Regions from separate parts of the Hordeum vulgare genome. Here region 2 is linked to region 1. The links are chromatin contacts, called in public Hi-C maps. All regions are on one chromosome and are shown on one strand. The core of a region is the stretch at or near the end of the contact, and the rest is flanking DNA. Distances in the headings are between cores, read along the strand shown. Region 1 holds the start of LOC123444301 (probable serine acetyltransferase 1). Region 2 has its middle 46 kb from the start of LOC123440185.

Region 1 (4,582 bases), core at 650-3,149:
CAGATACTTTCGGAGGTACCCGTAGTGCAGCTTTATAGTCACCCAGTTACGTTGTGACGTTTGATACACCCAAAGCACTCCTACGGTATCCGGGAGTTGCACAATCTCACGGTCGAAAGAAAATATACTTGACATTAGAAAAGCTTTAGCATACGAACAACACGATCTAGTGCTATGCTTAGGATTGGGTCTTGTCCATCACATCATTCTCCTAATGTTGTGATCCCGTTATCAATGACATCCAATGTCCATGATCAGGAAACCATGATCATCTATTGATCAACGAGCTAGCCAACTAGAGGCTTGCTAGGGACACATTGTGATCTATTTATCCACACATGTATTATTGTTTCTTGTTAATACAATTATAGCATGAACAATAGACGATTATCATGAACAAGGAAATATGATAATAACCATTTTATTATTGCCTCTAGGGCATATTTCCAACACTGCATTCTTCTCTTTCAGATGATCTTGCGGAGAGATAGCCAACACCTTTCTTCCAATTTGAGCTTTAGGCACAACCACAAATGGAGTGACATCTTCAAACCGAGAATCATTCCCTCTACCTCTCAGCCTACGCACTTCATCTCGCATATCTCCAATCAGATCACTCAAAAACTTCGGCAATGGATCATCATGCCATTCAACAAATCCACAACCACCATGTTGTTCAATTTGTAGTAACATAAATGAATTAGTGGGGAGGAGAACAAATGAAGAGAAACAACATCAAAATCAAACTCACCATGGCATCGACGCACGCGTAGTACCTCATGCCTGAGTTAGGAATGCTCAAGGAGATCCATCTTGGCGCCTTCTGACGAGGATTGCACCATCAAAGCTTCGCCGGCTAGTAAGCCATCGGGCTCTCTTTGTAGGGCACCAGCGACCTCGACTCCTCCCCTCTCCTTCCCGCGGCTCGACGAAAGCCAGGCGCAGCAACAGCAGAATGACCCGATGACCACGACATTCCTGTGGACAGATCAGCCGCCGCACTGCGCAACGTGCTCCGCCGCTGCGCCGCTCAGGATCCGCAACCGCCGCCCCTAACCCTACTCCTCCCACTCCAAAATCCCCAATTACTTTGTTGTGGCCTCGTCTCTCACCGCGCGTTGCGATTATAACGCAACCTGGCCCACCAGACATAAAGAATCATGGCCACGTCAGCGTGTTTACTTCTAAAACGATATCAAAGTTTGATTTAGACCGGGATCTAAAAGTTTAGGATACAAACGACAAGGATTTCAAGTTCAGGGTTCGATTCGCTGAAGCCCTACCAGTTCAAGGTTTGAAATGGACTTTTTCCAGGCCGGGAGCAGTTGACCGAGGACGTGTAGGACGAGTAGAAGCGGGGAGGGTATTAGTGTTTCGTTAGTGAGTCATTTTCGTTAACGGAGTATTGACATCATTGTACATGATTAGACGATGTAGATTTTAAGTTGGACCTGTCTTCTCTTTCTAATTTTTTTAGGGTAGTAGATGTGGCAACTGCACGACATCGCTCCTCTCCCCTCCATCTCCCCACTTTGATTTCGAACGGTCCATCGAGGAAAGAAACGAACATGCCTCCTTGTGGGACCCGCCACTACAAAACGACACGCTTGACCGCGGCTGGCGATGATCCGATCCGATCGGGTAACACCTGGGCATACCGTTGCGCGATCGGTTCGGTCTGACGGTAAAGGAAGGGTGTGCTTGCGAGAGCTAAAAAGGACTGTATTTTTTAACATTTAGGTTATTTATTTGCAAAGAAAGAGTCAGCGCTGCCGTGTGTACGCCATCCAGTCGTGTCGCCTTCGCTTGCTCTCGGCAACTCGGGCTCGCGCTCTTCTGTCGTGTGTACCACCTTAGGTTGGGCCCCGGTCGGAGATAAGCTTCCATTCTCATTGGCTGCTGGCTGGCTGGTCCACCACGCGGGACGTGGCTATACACGGCCCGCGCCTATACACCCGTTCCGCGGACGGCACCGCAGAGTCACGGCGCCCTCACAAGCCAACGGCCCACACACCATCGACGCGACGACGGCGACGACGATGACGGCCGGTCAGCCCCTCCGCGCCGATCCCCAGCAGCGCCGCCACAGCCCGCCGGCCCTCCACCCCGCCGTGGTGCCGTCCTACCCGCCCCCGGAGTCAGACAACGACGAGTCCTGGGTCTGGGCCCAGATCAAGGCCGAGGCGCGCCGCGACGCCGACGCCGAGCCGGCGCTCGCCTCCTTCCTCTACGCCACCGTGCTCTCCCACCCGTCGCTCGAGCGCTCCCTCTCCTTCCACCTCGCCAACAAGCTCTGCTCCTCCACCCTCCTCTCCACGCTCCTCTACGACCTCTTCGTCGGCTCCCTCGCCGCGCACCCCACCATCCGCGCCGCCGCCGTCGCCGACCTCCTCGCCGTGCGCTCCCGGGACCCCGCCTGCGCGGGCTTCTCCCACTGCCTCCTCAACTACAAGGGCTTCCTCGCCGTCCAGGCCCACCGGGTCGCGCACGTCCTCTGGGCGCAGAACCGCCGCGCCCTCGCGCTCGCGCTCCAGTCCCGGGTCGCCGAGGTCTTCGCCGTCGACATCCACCCGGCCGCCGCCATCGGCAAGGGCATCCTCCTTGACCACGCCACCGGGGTCGTCATAGGCGAGACCGCCGTCGTCGGCGACAACGTCTCCATCCTCCACCACGTCACGCTGGGCGGGACAGGCAAGGCGGTGGGCGACCGGCACCCCAAGATCGGGGACGGCGTTCTGATTGGCGCCGGGGCGACGATCCTGGGCAACGTGCTGATTGGCGCCGGGGCCAAGATCGGTGCCGGGTCGGTGGTGCTCATCGACGTGCCGCCGAGGAGCACCGCGGTGGGGAACCCCGCGAGGCTGATCGGCGGGAAGAAGGGCGACGACATGCCAGGGGAGTCCATGGACCATACCTCCTTCATACAGCAGTGGTCAGATTACACCATCTGAGACACTGAGCCGAGCAAGATGCCACTCTCCTCCTCTGTAACCTGTAATACTAATGCCCAGTCATGTCCCTTTCTTTCGAATAGTGAACTGGTGCTAGTCTGAAAGTATCTGCCTCCGGTGAGGAGAAGGTGAACCATACCGTGCATGGCCGTGCTCAACGCCGGCAAATGTACTGAACTGAAAGTTCACCCTGTACCTGTAATTTTGCGAGATGTAATGGTCACTACTCAGACTGGCATCCTTGATGCTTTGTAATACTCGCATAGATATTTTTTATGACATCTTTGCTGTTTGTACAAATCAAATTGCTCGTCTCCGGACAAATTCATTGATACTTCTTTCTGCAATTCCAAATTCCAAATTCCAATGTATTTTCAGATGTGTCCTTTTCTTTGGATACGCCAAATCCTCCAGACAGCATCTGCGAAATCAAACGGATCATGCATGACATATACTAGCATCTATTCCCTCCGTTTTTAAATATAAGTCTTTGTAGAGGTTCAACTAGTAGACTACATACGGATTATATAGACATATTTTAAATTATAGATTCATTCATTTTGCTTCGTATATAGACACTTAGTGAAATATCTTAAAAGACTTATATTTAAGTACGGAGGGAGTAGTAGGCGGTAAACATCATAGCAGGCTAGCAGCACATAGTTTAAATTTTTGATAAACAAAAAGGTGGCACATGGTTTTAGTTAATCCTGTGGGTGATTGGCAGTGGCGGACTTGCAGGGTGGCCAGGGTGGGGGCTCACCCTGGGATTTTACACCCAGTCGGCCTACTAGGCCTGTGGCCCGGCCCGAATCGCCAGGCGTCCGATTACCAGACGCGAGCTGCCGAACCGACCCCGATTCCCGAGTGTTGCGGTTCCCCGTTCCCTGCCGCCGCCGCCGGCTCGCCGCGACGCCGCCCGCCGCTCCGCGCCTCCGCCAGTCCGACTCGGCGCACCCCGACCCGGCCACCGGCCCGTGGCGCCGTTGTCCGCCCCTGCTCCAGCCTCCAGGCTCCGACGACCGACGCAGAGGACGCCGCAGGCTGCAGCCGACGCCCGACGCGGGGAGCTCCAGGATGCCGCTGCGCAGCCGACGCCCGACGGGGGGTGCACCCCTGCCGCCCTGCGCTGTGCAGTCTGCACTCTGCTGCTCTGCTTCTTCTGTTTTAGCCTTTTAGGTATAGAAATCAGACTATGGTTTGTATTTTTATACATATTAATTCAGGCTAGTGAATTGATTTAGTTTTTTTTTTTTTTTGTAGATTTGTTGTAAAATGAAGAGGGGTGGAGACATTGTTTCTTTTTTCCAGAAAGAAGCTATGAGGATAGGGAAGAAAAAGAAAGCGGGGAATATGCCGGATGTGGCCGAAGAGCAAACTGGAGAACTTTGTGTGTGCCAGTTGTGATCGAACAACAAACTGAAGAACCAACATTGTCTATGTCTAGTGTGACCATAGGGAAAACTGAAGATGTGTCACCTGCATTACCACCGGTTTATGATTTCAGTCGTCTTAAACATGATCCCGGAGAAAGGATATCCATTGCAAGTTATCCTGTTAATGATCAAGACGCAGTTCGAAGAGCATATATCCTTAAAAAGCCATTCAAACCTTATGCACATGACTTTGAA
Region 2 (4,582 bases), core at 1,481-3,980, 48 kb after region 1:
TCGGGGCGGGCGGGTGGCGTGGTGCTCGACGGATCTGGATGGACGCAGCAACCGGAGGCCGGCGGTGGCTGGTGACTTGGGTGGCCATGGCGGGCACTGGGCTCGTTCGGCGAGGCTCCGACGAGCGCTCGCGGTGCAGGGGACCGACGGGGTCGCGGCAGGGTCTAACAACCAAGCGGCTGCGCATGCCGGCAAGGGAGGCGTGCGGTTGGGCGACGAAGGCACGCAGGGGAGGCACGAGGCGCGGGATGGAGGATCTCGGGCGGCGGCGGGTTTGATTCGGGCCCGAGCGGGCCTCAGATGGGCTCGGCGGGCCCGGCGATTGAGAGGGAGGAGGTTGGCTCACGTGGCATCTGGGGGTTGGGGAGGCACGAAATTCTAGGAAGGATTAGGGTTAGGTCGAAAATGGCAGGATGGGTGTCTATATATAGCAAGGGAGGCTAGCTTAGGGGGTTTAGTCCGTTTTTGGACCGTCAGAACTCGATCCGGCGGTCCGAAGCATAGGGGTAGGCTAGGTGGGCTGGGTACGTTATGTAGAGGTGGCTAGGCCAAGAAGAGAGAGAGGTTAGGAAGCCCGTCACAGGTTTTTTAAACACCGAAAACGTTTCACAATTTGACAGGCTATTAGTGCCGCTATAGTTATCCGTTGTGGTAGCAAAGGACCTACGAATGCGATGAAATTTGGCACGGGGTCTACCTATCTTGAAATAAAATCGCACACCAACTTTCAACACATTCTGAAAAAGTTGCATACATATTTTTAAAAACAATATTTAATGATGTCGCGGGCGCGTGCGTGTGTGGTTGGTCCCGAAACGGTCAACGATAACAACGGAGAGAACTGACAACTAACAACGGATGCAAGTTTTGAAAAATGACAGCAATGGAGTGCCGATGCAATACGGATGATGCGAATGATGTGATGATGAATGTGACAACCAAATAAATCACTCGGCGACAATGAAATAAAATAGGAATTTTCTCGAGCATTGGTTCGAGACTGTTAGAACCTCCACGTGCGCCCACCGTGCCACATGTCCCGCCACGCCCGCGCATCACCCCTGCTGTTGTCGTGGTGCTTATGGTCGTCGCGAGTCCACCGTCACGCCTTCCTCCTCACGGGCCACTGGATCCGCGTCGAAGCCGCGCTTGCGCAATACGCGTGCATGTCCGTGCTTGCCAGATCCGCCCGCAAGCCTCCCTATGAGATCCCCCCCCCACACACACACACCCCTTCCATGGAGCCGGCCTGGACTTCGTCAGCAGGTCTCCTCATGCGACGGCGAGGTGAGGAGGAGGAAGGGGGTGTGGTGGTGGCGATGCCGAAGGGATTCCACCTATTCCTATCCAACCCGGAGGAGGGGAAAGATTGATGGTGATTATTGCAGAGGCAGCTGGTTCCTGTATCGTTTTATATGATTTGTACATGGGAAAATCCATGGATTTTTGTGTGTAAACTTGTATGAATTTTGATTCAGTCTAACTTCATCAAAAAATTCGTTTCTCTGTGATTCAACGTGTCCTGATGTCCGACCCCCCATGCATTTCCTACTTTTTCTGCCTTTGGAATCTTTCAAACCATAAGACCGTCGACCTCAGTGGCTTTATTTCCTCGGAGTTCCTCGGAGAAGCTAGTGCATACGGCTTGATGAGATCTACAACTGTTTATGTAACACCAAGTAGCACCTCAAGGTGAATTTATACTTGAAAATTTTGCTGTAAATAATTGATGAGATGGCAGGCGCCAAGTTGCACCGCTCTCATCAGCGTCAGCTTGAGTATTACGATAACAACAAATACAATACTAAGCTTATAACCCAATTACATGGTATTTTTCTCTATGCAGACGAGAGATGTAAAAAAGCAAAGGAAGAAGGCTCTTGAGCAATAGCCTAACTATATACACATTGCTAGACAAATAAAATTAATGATTTTAAAAGAAGGAACAACTAGTTAACGAGCATTCCTTAGAAAATCTCTCAACGATCACTCCCACGCGTCATCACTTGACGCGTGTTTAGCCGCCGTCACATGTCACATTCTGAGTGTTCCCTTCAGATTTCTTTTTTTAATTTTCCGCACGCGTTTTTGACTTTTCAGGTTTTTTTGTGTGTGTTTTGGTTTTTCACCGGTCTTTTTTAGATTTTTGATGGAACAAAATCTCTTTTTTTTTGCAAAAAACGCAAGTTTTTTTCAAGAGGTACGTTTTTTGCTTTCGTGAGAGGCACGGTCATGCCTCTTGGAAACGGGAAAAACGCGTTTATTTATTTATTTATTTTTGCGAGAGGCACGGTTTTGCGTTCGTGAAAGGCACGGTCATGCCTCTTGGAAATGAAAAAAATGTGTTTTCTATTTTTTTTCACGAGAGAAATGATTTTGCTTCTGCGAAAGCCACAGTTTTATTTATGCGAGAGGCATGATCGTGCTCCTCGAAAACGAATAAAACGTGTTTTTTGATTTTTTACAAAAGGCACGGTTTTGTTTTTCTAAAAGGTACGATTATGCTTCAATGAAGGCACGGTCGTATCTCCCAAAAACAGGGAAAAACGTAATTTTTTTCTTTAAGAGAAGTATGATTTTACTTCTGTAAAAGGTATGTTTTTATCTTCGTGAAAGCCATGATTTTGCTTCGAAGACATGTTACTTTTTTTTCATGCGGGGGACAGACATGTTACTTTCGGCCGAGCTGTGATTGTATTTGCGCGACTTTGACAGCTCGATAGCACGGCCACCATCGGATGGTGCCAAAGCAATTGGTCGAGGACGACATGATATTCTTTGAGATCCACTTGTGCTCACATTACTTGTGGACCTCGTTTTAAGCTAGCGATCTATCTCTAGAATGCCAACGTTTCGGTATAAAAAACTACTAAATCTGCTAAGCTACCAACAAAAACTTACAATTATAAAAAAAACTAATAGATCTGCTACTCCTATCGGTATTAATTGTTTTTGTAAACGCAGTACGAGCATTCCATAAAAGCAAATACACTCATCCTTATAAACGTACACACATACAACTTATCTTTGTAAGCATTTTTAAAAGACTGATCTTGCATATCATTTTAAGATTTACGCACTCACTGTAGACGCCTCGTCATTCACGAAAACATCTCCTTCCACTAAATGTGCATAGCTAGAAATCTTAAAATAAATTCAGGAAAATAATACGAACACCAAGACTTGAACTCTGATAGGTTGAAGAAACCACGGTCCCTCTAAAAGCATCTATAGTCAGACCTTTCATGTGTATCTCAAACGTCTGGCCTGGCCGCCCGGTCACTGATGGATAGCAAAAAATCAACCCAGTCGGGCCCTCAAACGGGTTGACCGACACTCCCCATATCCATCCCAAATATGAGGCAGATATGGGGCGCTCGGGCACACCCGCCACGTCCGCATGGCTCGTGTTGTCCTGCATCGACCCCATATATATATATGTCATCATCGGCTCGCCGGGCCAAACCCTAGCCACTTCACTTCACTCCCCCCCTACACTTCCATCCGTCACCCAAGCTCACCTCCGGTGATCTCTGGCCTTCTCTAGCATGGAGGGCGGCGGATCTGACCCCGACCAGTCCGGATGCATCGAGTGGGGTGTCATCTCCTGCAGGTTGGAGGAGGCAACGGCGGTCCACAATGCGTTTCGCCGCTCACGTGAGGACAACGCCCGATCGGCTGCAGAATATGTCCGCCGTGACTCCATCGTGTCAGCTCAACACGTGCCCGGGTCCTCAAGGGCTGGACCATCGCGATCCCGGCGGCTGAAAAATCTCTCCTTCCCCATCACCGGTCCGCCAGACAGTGAGTCCCACTGGGAACGGGCTTCCCGCCGTGGGAAGGAGAGGATAATTACCGCCGAGGCCCGTATCATGGAGGAAATGGCGGCGGCTGATGCGGCGGCACGGGCAGCCGCAGAAGAGAAAGCCATTCGCGCCCGCATTTTAAAGAAACGAAAGTGGAGTAACACGCGTGCACGCGCCTCGAGAGCATAATCGGGCGGTATGTAAAATGGTCGTATTGCCACCGAAGGTGGAGAAGGAGGTCAACGACGGTAAGGACAACTCCGATGACGAGCGGATCCGGCTTGATCTGTACTTTGTCTTCGACTGGTACTTCCACAAGAAGGGTGGCAAGGGCTCCGGGAAGGGGAAGGACAGCCCTGGATTATGTCCGGCATAGCTAAACATGTGAAATTTTGGTAGCCCAATGACACGTTAGTAGTGATGGAGTAGCCGGACGATGTGTGTAATGCATCGACGTAGTAGTTGCATGAGTTTGTATGTATTTGAGATATCATATTTGAGGTGTCCGGTTGTAGAATGTATTATTTCAGGCCTGGCCAGTTAGAGCATCTATAACCGGACTTGGCAAATCCGACACCTCAAATGCCAGCGGACGTGCCCGGATGCATCCGTCGACACTCACCGAGCACTCCCTAAATCTGTGCCTCCACACCCACCTACCTCATATCGGCACCCTATATCCATGCAACATAGTACGTAGATCACCAAACGATCAAAAGCGACAGGAAACGAACATATAAACGAATACTAAACGGGCATAATTCACGTAAACATCA

Evidence for each region. Hi-C and Micro-C count contacts between places; a contact is called where the count stands out from the background.
Region 2: a Hi-C map of leaf shows a contact between it and region 1, with 2.9 times the contacts expected there. The contact joins the enhancer-like site here to the promoter of LOC123444301 in region 1. A contact is called at or near these places in 2 of 6 Hi-C or Micro-C datasets (leaf and seedling).

What each region holds. Positions count from the first base shown.
Region 1 is chr3H:466,460,554-466,465,135 of MorexV3_pseudomolecules_assembly, forward strand. It overlaps LOC123444301 (probable serine acetyltransferase 1), which reads left to right and starts at 1,900. Exons shown (of 1, transcript XM_045120984.1): 1 at 1,900-3,251. The coding sequence starts at 2,040. The coding sequence ends at 2,951. It overlaps LOC123440185 (a long non-coding RNA gene), which reads left to right and starts at 3,544. Exons shown (of 2, transcript XR_006630294.1): 1 at 3,544-4,130; 2 at 4,215-4,582.
Region 2 is chr3H:466,507,466-466,512,047 of MorexV3_pseudomolecules_assembly, forward strand. No RefSeq gene overlaps it. Among protein-coding and RNA genes, the nearest start is that of LOC123440185, 46 kb to the left of the region's middle. Within about 2 kb of position 2,731, at least 2 of the 3 cell types and tissues checked have open chromatin away from gene starts, as enhancers often do. A contact at or near this core is called in leaf, where this site is marked.